Regions from separate parts of the Mus musculus genome. Here region 1 is linked to region 2. The links are chromatin contacts, called in public Hi-C maps. All regions are on one chromosome and are shown on one strand. Each heading gives the region's core, a stretch centred on a gene start, on an enhancer-like site or on the middle of the called end of the contact. The rest is flanking DNA. Distances are from core to core; before and after follow the strand shown. Region 1 overlaps Eda (ectodysplasin-A). Region 2 has its middle 38 kb from the start of Tmem28.

Region 1 (3,736 bases), core at 1,149-3,648, 130 kb after region 2:
AGGAGGTGTCTAGTCTTTTTGTAACTTCTTATGCCATGCTTGGTTCATATCCCTGGAAGACTTGCTTTTTTCTGAAGGGAAAGGGACGATGAGTGGATCTGTGGAAGAGGGCAGATAAGGGGTGGGGACTGGGAAGAGTGGAGTGAGGGGAGACTGCAATTGGGAAGTATTGTTATGAGGGAGAATCAATAAAGATTTTAAAGTTTTTTTTTCACTAGAATAATCCTTGCTTGATTAGATAGATGTGTTTAACCTGATTTAATCACTATGCCTTAGATACTCTGGTTTAGTTTTATTCTCATATATATCTTGCCTCTTAGATACAGTCTACAGTGCATTCATGTGTTAAAACATTATACAGTGTGCTAATAATATGTATATGTTTTATGTTTTAATCTATCAATTTAAAAAGTTTAAAAAGCCATGAGTCAAATTAAATAAAAAAGTGAATGTTGGTATATGCAACACACCATACCCCTGAATTTACTTTTAAATAACCTTAGTTTAAAATGCTAGAACAACACTTTTAGAAGAAAACAGAAAAAAATTATGACCTTCATATTGAGCAAATATTTCTTAGACATGGAACCAAAAACATAGTCAAACAACAACACACAGAAGTGAATTGTATTTGGAAAAATGTTTTTCTAAAGAAGCCTTTGAAAATATGAAAAGAAACATGAGAGTAGGGGAAAATGTTTCCAAAATAGGCCTCTTGAAATGTGATGAATAAGAAGACAAAGTAGAGAAAAGATGCATACATTTTTATCAAAGACGATGCACAAATGTCCAAAATACACAAAAATATGCTCAACACTGTTACCATAGAAATGCATCATTTTATACCTATTAGAATGGCCATAATGAAAAAGGTAATAAACAATGGAGGTATAGAGAATGGGAACACTAATATATTGCTGGTGGGCATGTTAAATGATATAGTAGTCTTGAAAAATGGTTTTCCACTCCTTTAATAAGTTAATATAGAATTACTTATTGCATAATGACCCAATTCTACTTGTATGCTTGTGCCCAAAAGAATTGAAAACGTCTGTTCACACAAAAACCTCTACAGGAATGCTCAAAGTAAGTGGTATTCATAATTTTCATTTCAAACCAAATGTCTGATGAATAAAGAAATGTGGCAAAAATTCTAATAGAATGTATTTCAGCCATAAAGAGGAATGAAGTTTGAATATGTTACAACATGGTAGGATTTCAAAAATATGGTAAGTGAAAAGAGCCAGTCACAAAGGCCCACATCATATTGCATAATTCTATTTGTATGAAATATCCAGAATAAACAAATATGTGGAGAAAAACTGAGATTAGTGAGTATCTGTGGTGAGTAGTAGGACTGAAGATCCACTAACTATGGACATGAGGGCACTTATTGTGGGAAAGAAAAGATTTCAAAACTGATTTTTACTATGACTAGGGTAGGAGTAGTGGTGCTTTAAAGAAAATGAAGCAAGAGATATCATGAAATTACACAGTTCAATACAATTCCTACAAAAATAAGTGAATTCTATGGTGCGTGAATTATATCTTGATGCATTTGTTATTCTTTAAAAAAATCATAAAGTAAATGTGTAAGAGATGTTAGTTGTTTCAGAGTGATATTTATCTTCATATGAAGGGAATCTTCAAGCCTGTTCATTGCAAATGCTTAAAACTTTTTCCATAATAGGTGACTTCAGGATTCTAACCCAGAATTAAACTCAACCAGAAGCATCAGGGATGTCAGGCCATTCATTTTTAATTGGAAGGACTGTACTGGCCATTTTGTTGTGCACTTCAGAGTAAGAATCTTTAATTTGTGGGACTATAAATGAGTTAGTGTAGATAGATGCTAGCATGCACAAATAGCCATCTGTGGTTTGAATATCTCCCTCTAAGACCCACGTTGAAATTTAATTAGCATTGCAAGAGTATTAAGTAGTGGGACCTTTAAGTGGTGATTAGTCAATGAGGCCCCATGAATAAATGCTATTATAGAAATGCATCAGCAGTCATGGGAGTAGACCCCCAATTAATATCCATCTGTGTTATATTCTCAATCAATCATCTATCTTCCAGTATCATTTCAGCCTTCAGAATTGTGAGAAACAAAACAAAGTTCTTTCTTTTCTCTGTTTGTTTGTTTCTTTGAAACAGGGTTGCGTGCAGCCCAGGTCGGCCTCAAACTTGTTTGGTAGCTGAGGAGAAAGTGTTGACTACTATCCAAGCTATCGCTTCTATTCTTACATGCTAGGGTTATAGGCATGTACCACCATGCCTGGCTTAATACATTTATTTACTTTATGAATTACCCAATTTCTGGTATTCTGTTACAGCAGCACAAAACAGACTGAGATAAGGCCTAGCTAATTACTTACACTACAGTGGGCAGTAATTAATTCTGGCTCACAATTGTTATCTCTTGTTTCCTCTTCTGCCCTGTCCATTACTCACTCCCTTTGCCTCTATGCCTCTATGACTTTTATTCTTACTTTTTCTGATAGAGATAGGGGAAATATTCTCAGATTCTGCTTAGACTCTTTTTTTTTAGACTTCTAGGTTTAATATATATCATTCAGATGAATGTGAATGCCATTTTAACCAGTGTAAAGTGTTGGAGAACTTTTTAAAAACCTACCTGTGTGTGGCCACAGCTTATCCCACATCTTCAGACTCTTTGGAGTGTATCTATGGCTTCTTCGATAATACTGATGCTCATCTCCATTTGGGAATCACTGCTCTAAAGGGAGAAAATAAAAACGAGAGTGTGAGTGACATAAGCGTTGATCGCCTTCCTAGCTTCAGTTCCTTTATTGTTGGCTATTACACTTTTGCCACTTTTGTTACTAGTCCTACCTTTGATGATCACTGATGCAAGAGTTTGTGTGGTAGTGAATGCTTAATGAGCACACCATTTAGAAAATTAGCTAATGATTGTGTGTCTTTTGGGAAGAGAGGAATTAGACTTCAGTTGTCATCTCCGCAGCCAGATGCTAGGGCTATGTGCTTGCAATAACTGAGGGAAAGAGTAGTTCCCTGTCCTTTGTGGCTTCCTAGGGATTTTCCTACTGGTAGCCGCTGAAACCACTTTAAAATAATAGGCCGCTGAGTAATTTTCCCCATGTATATCCACTTGTCAATGGGCCTGCACTTCAGAGATGAAGAGTAATTTTTATTGGAGTGATAGTGTATAATATAGTTTGAAAGCAGACAGCCACAAAGAAATTGATTTTCAAAAGGAGATTACTGCTCAATTTTATTTTGTGGTTTACAGATCTTTAGTCTTTCAACCTGCCACGCCATTGACCTGCAAGGACAATCAAAGTTTAAACAGCAGTGTGTGCCTAGAAGCATTGGATGGTTCTAGAGCACTTTTAAAAATATTTATTTATAATTATTGTTGGGGTGGTGGGCTGCCATAATGCCATGCATATGTGTAGACCAGAAGAGTATCCCATAAAGTCAGTTCTTTTCCTGTTATCTTGCTCCTGGGGATCAAACTCGGGTAATCAGGTCTTCTTGCCTAGCTCTTTAGCCAGCTGAGCCAGCTCGCTGGCCCTAAAGTCCTTTTAATGTATAAGCTAAGTTATTAAGGTGGTGAAACAGAGGGCTTTTTCTGGAAGGAATGTTACATCTTTATTCAGACTCATGGAAAGGAGAGTGGCAGATTTCAGGTGGGCGTTTCCTCAATTTTTCGGTGAGTTACTATCAAGGATAAAAGGCAATGCTTGTGACA
Region 2 (3,461 bases), core at 935-3,434:
GGGCCTGCCCTGAGTGTGGTTGAAATTCCCAGTGAAAACTGATTTCCCCTTTTCCAGCAGGTATCAAGTTCAAATAGCTTCTTGGTTAGTGGTTGAGCCTTTGTCCAAGCTCTTAGAACACTGCCTGACACATAGTAAGTACTCAGAGCGTATGCACTTTCTATTATTTTTCTGTACATGCTGGGGAGAGTTCATTTAAAGCCAAATTCCTGGCTTATTCATTAATAGGTGGCAGTGCTGGCAGCTAGAATTGAGTCAGCTCTAGAAGTCAGGCCCACTGTCACACCTTCCCCTTTGGTCCCTTGTTGAAACTAGGTGTCAGTTGCCATCTGTCATCAGCCATGAAGCTGGCTTCCTGGATTTTCATTATCTGCCTGGCTTCTAAAAGTAGTCTGCCATCTCTGGCCACTGCTTCAAGTGGTTCAAGGAACAACAATAACAAAATAAAGAAAGAAGGAAAGAAGGAAAGGAAGGAAGGAAGGAAGGAAGGAAGGAAGGAAGGAAGGAAGGAAGGAAGGTGCGTGCCACCAATCAGGAATTGTTAGTTGGTGAGTGTATCTCAAGAGTCCCTACCAGGCCATCTGAGCTTTTGGCTCCATTTTCCACCATGTCCAAGGAAACCATTTAGCTCCAGCAGACCAAAGTTCTGGGTAAGCCCCAAAACTGGTAAAGGAGGCCATAGCCTTCCAGAGCACTCTGCCCTGACAGCTCACAGTTACTTTAAACGGTAACACACCTACTCTAATAAGATGTGCTTGAGTGTTTCCACCTCTGTCGGATGATGTGTACATAATAATAGGGGTGGTAAGATCCTGAATCATATATATTACTGGAACTTAGATTTCATCAAAAGAAGATAGGTTCAATAAGTTTTGATGCATATATACAATGGCTTATTATACAGCCACTTTAAAGAATATGAATGACAGTATATCAAGACACTTTTGCATTTCTAAAGGAAATGAATAAAAAAAACATAAGCCTGCACCATGTGTTTTTTTTTAAACTATATTCCTTCATATTCCTGCTGGATTCTGCACCTTTAACCTAACAAAAATGTTCCTCATTTTTCTAATTCTATTAAGTCCTTTTTAATATTCTCCTAAGAAGACCTGGAATTATCTCCCATTCAAGGAAGGCCCTGCAGGAAACAAGCAAGAACCTGTACTATCCATAGCTTTGCTTGGTAACACCATTTACACAGTCAGTACCTTATGGCTAAGTGTGGTGTTTAAACCAGGCCCACTCTTGAACTTCTTGTCCAGGTAACTTCTTTTTTTGGATTAGGATGGTTTTACTCAAACTCTAAAAGTTTGTAGTGTGGGCCACCCCTTGGCACCCAATTGTGAAACTTCTGGAAACTGTGGCCAAAGAGAAAAGGGGTACACACTGTTTGTTGAGAGACCAGGACGCTGTGAGTCCTCCCATACAGGAAAACCATCTAGAGCCATCTGGGTGGGAACCCTGAAACAGCCATATGGCATGCCTCTGGCAGTTGTCTTTTGCCAAATCAGAGGTCCACAGTTCAATTGGACGCAGTTGAGCCATGCCCCAAGGCAGGCATAAATGATCCCAAGGCACTGTGAACACATGGGAAAGAAGACAGAATCTACCCTTTCAGGACCCACAGAATTCATTCGGAAAGCATCAGAGTTCTGAGGTGCCCTTGGATTTTAGGTAGCAAGAGACTCACAACATTTGGTTTCAAGCTACTGAGTTGATATAAATACCCCCATAGTTCTGTTGACATAAATTTGAACTTAACTGGCACCCTTCTATTAACCAAGTATTGTTTTTCTCTCATTTACAGAGTAGGATTCTATGTAAGATGTCATTAAAAGAGAGTTCAAGTCTTCAAAAGGTCTCCCTTTTTGACAGAGGAGGAATCCAACTCATAGGAAAGGAAAGGACTTTTCCCAAATCACATAGCCTGTCAAGACTAAAACAGTCCTCCTCTTCCTCCTCCTCCTCCTCCTCCTCCTCCTCCTCCTCCTCTCAATATCACATAACTCCTTAACCATCATTTTTCTACATCATGCATCCTTCTTATGGAGCCTGAGCATTTACTAGGCCCCAATCTAGGTTTCTTTCTGTCAAGGCACCATCCTGCTGCCAGCTCCACTCTCCAGGGCTTCCTGGGATTCCCTCAAGCCAGGACTTGGGCCAGGAAAGCCAAAATTTACTACTTGCTCAACATGCCTTGGCTCCTAGCACCTGGGTCTGCGCTCCAAGCCTCTTGGCCACACTTCCTGGGGGCTCACATCCCTCGCCTTGTTCCTGCTCGTCCACCCTCCTCGCTCCCAGGTGTTGGCTCGGTTAACACTCCCTAGCTGGCAGACATCCTTGCAGGCCCTCCCCCTTCACCCGCTCTCCTGAAACCACTGGGTCTGCCTGAGACCTCCTGCCTTTTATCTTGCCCCAGAAGCCGAGCCCTCCGGTCCCTTAATTGTTCAGGTTGCTCTTTTCTGAACTCACTCCAATTGAGCTCCATAAATTGTACATAATTGGACTGTCTCACTCAGATTACGAGCCCCTGGGGCAGTGTCTTCTTGGTCTGGTACAACCCTGCCCACAAAGGGAGGAGGCAAGGGAGGGACTCAGGAGAAGGCCATCCCAGCAGACACCCTCCCACCCCACACACACCCCAGAAAGAAGGCAGGGTCACAAGACTTGATTTCTCAGCACCAACATTTGCAATTTGGATCCCTGCTGCTTGCCTTATCCTTATTGGTCAGAAGCTGTGTGACTGGCCAGCCCTTTTCCACTGACCACATTGGCAGCAATAGGCTACAACATAGAGTGGATTTTCAAACACCGTCAAGGGGTTTGGATGAAAGAACCTCCTTTGGGGACATCAGAATGAGTCACTAGCAAATAGCTAGTAGGTAGTGGGAGAAAATTCAGAATACAAAGCATCCTGAGAAATTTCCACATATTATCCTTTTCTTAAAACAAAAACAAAATAGAAATGACAGCAAAAACTGGCACTTCTTATCTTGGGCACAGCCAGGAAGGTTGACCCAACTACGTCCTAGGCAGCCAAGGAGATGTAAATGGTTGGTGCACCAAGAAATGGTTAAAGCAAGGAGTAAGGGGCTGAAACAGAACCACTACAGACTCACGACACCCTATATGCTCACCATGTCATGATTTCCTACCACTTTGGCAGTCTCATGATCAGAGCACTCCCTAGAGCAACATTTTGGCCATTCTCCTCCAATATGAGAGGCGTTTTTACCCCACCTCTATCCAGGTTATGCTGATACAGGCATATATTCATATATAAGCTCAAGAGAGACTATGTTTTTAGGAAATGGGAGAAGTGTGTGCACGCACACACACACACACACACCACCCATGCATGCTCATTCTCAGTTATCAGAAGATGAAGCTGACAGAGATTGAAGAGTCAACAAAGGGAAATACATGATGACATATTCCACAACATGGGAAGAATAATT

What was found. Hi-C and Micro-C count contacts between places; a contact is called where the count stands out from the background.
Region 1: a Hi-C map of the N1E-115 cell line shows a contact between it and region 2, with 8 times the contacts expected there. The contact joins two enhancer-like sites. A contact is called at or near these places in 5 of 484 Hi-C or Micro-C datasets (LSK cells, the N1E-115 cell line, embryonic stem cells and 1 more).

What each region holds. Positions count from the first base shown.
Region 1 is chrX:99,991,248-99,994,983 of GRCm38.p6, forward strand. All of the region lies in intron 1 of Eda (ectodysplasin-A), which reads left to right. Among named protein-coding and RNA genes, the nearest start is that of Eda, 18 kb to the left of the region's middle. Within about 2 kb of position 2,399, at least 3 of the 459 cell types and tissues checked have an H3K27ac peak or open chromatin away from gene starts, as enhancers often do. A contact at or near this core is called in the N1E-115 cell line, where this site is marked.
Region 2 is chrX:99,856,692-99,860,152 of GRCm38.p6, forward strand. No RefSeq gene overlaps it. Among named protein-coding and RNA genes, the nearest start is that of Tmem28, 38 kb to the left of the region's middle. Within about 2 kb of position 2,185, at least 6 of the 459 cell types and tissues checked have an H3K27ac peak or open chromatin away from gene starts, as enhancers often do. A contact at or near this core is called in the N1E-115 cell line, where this site is marked.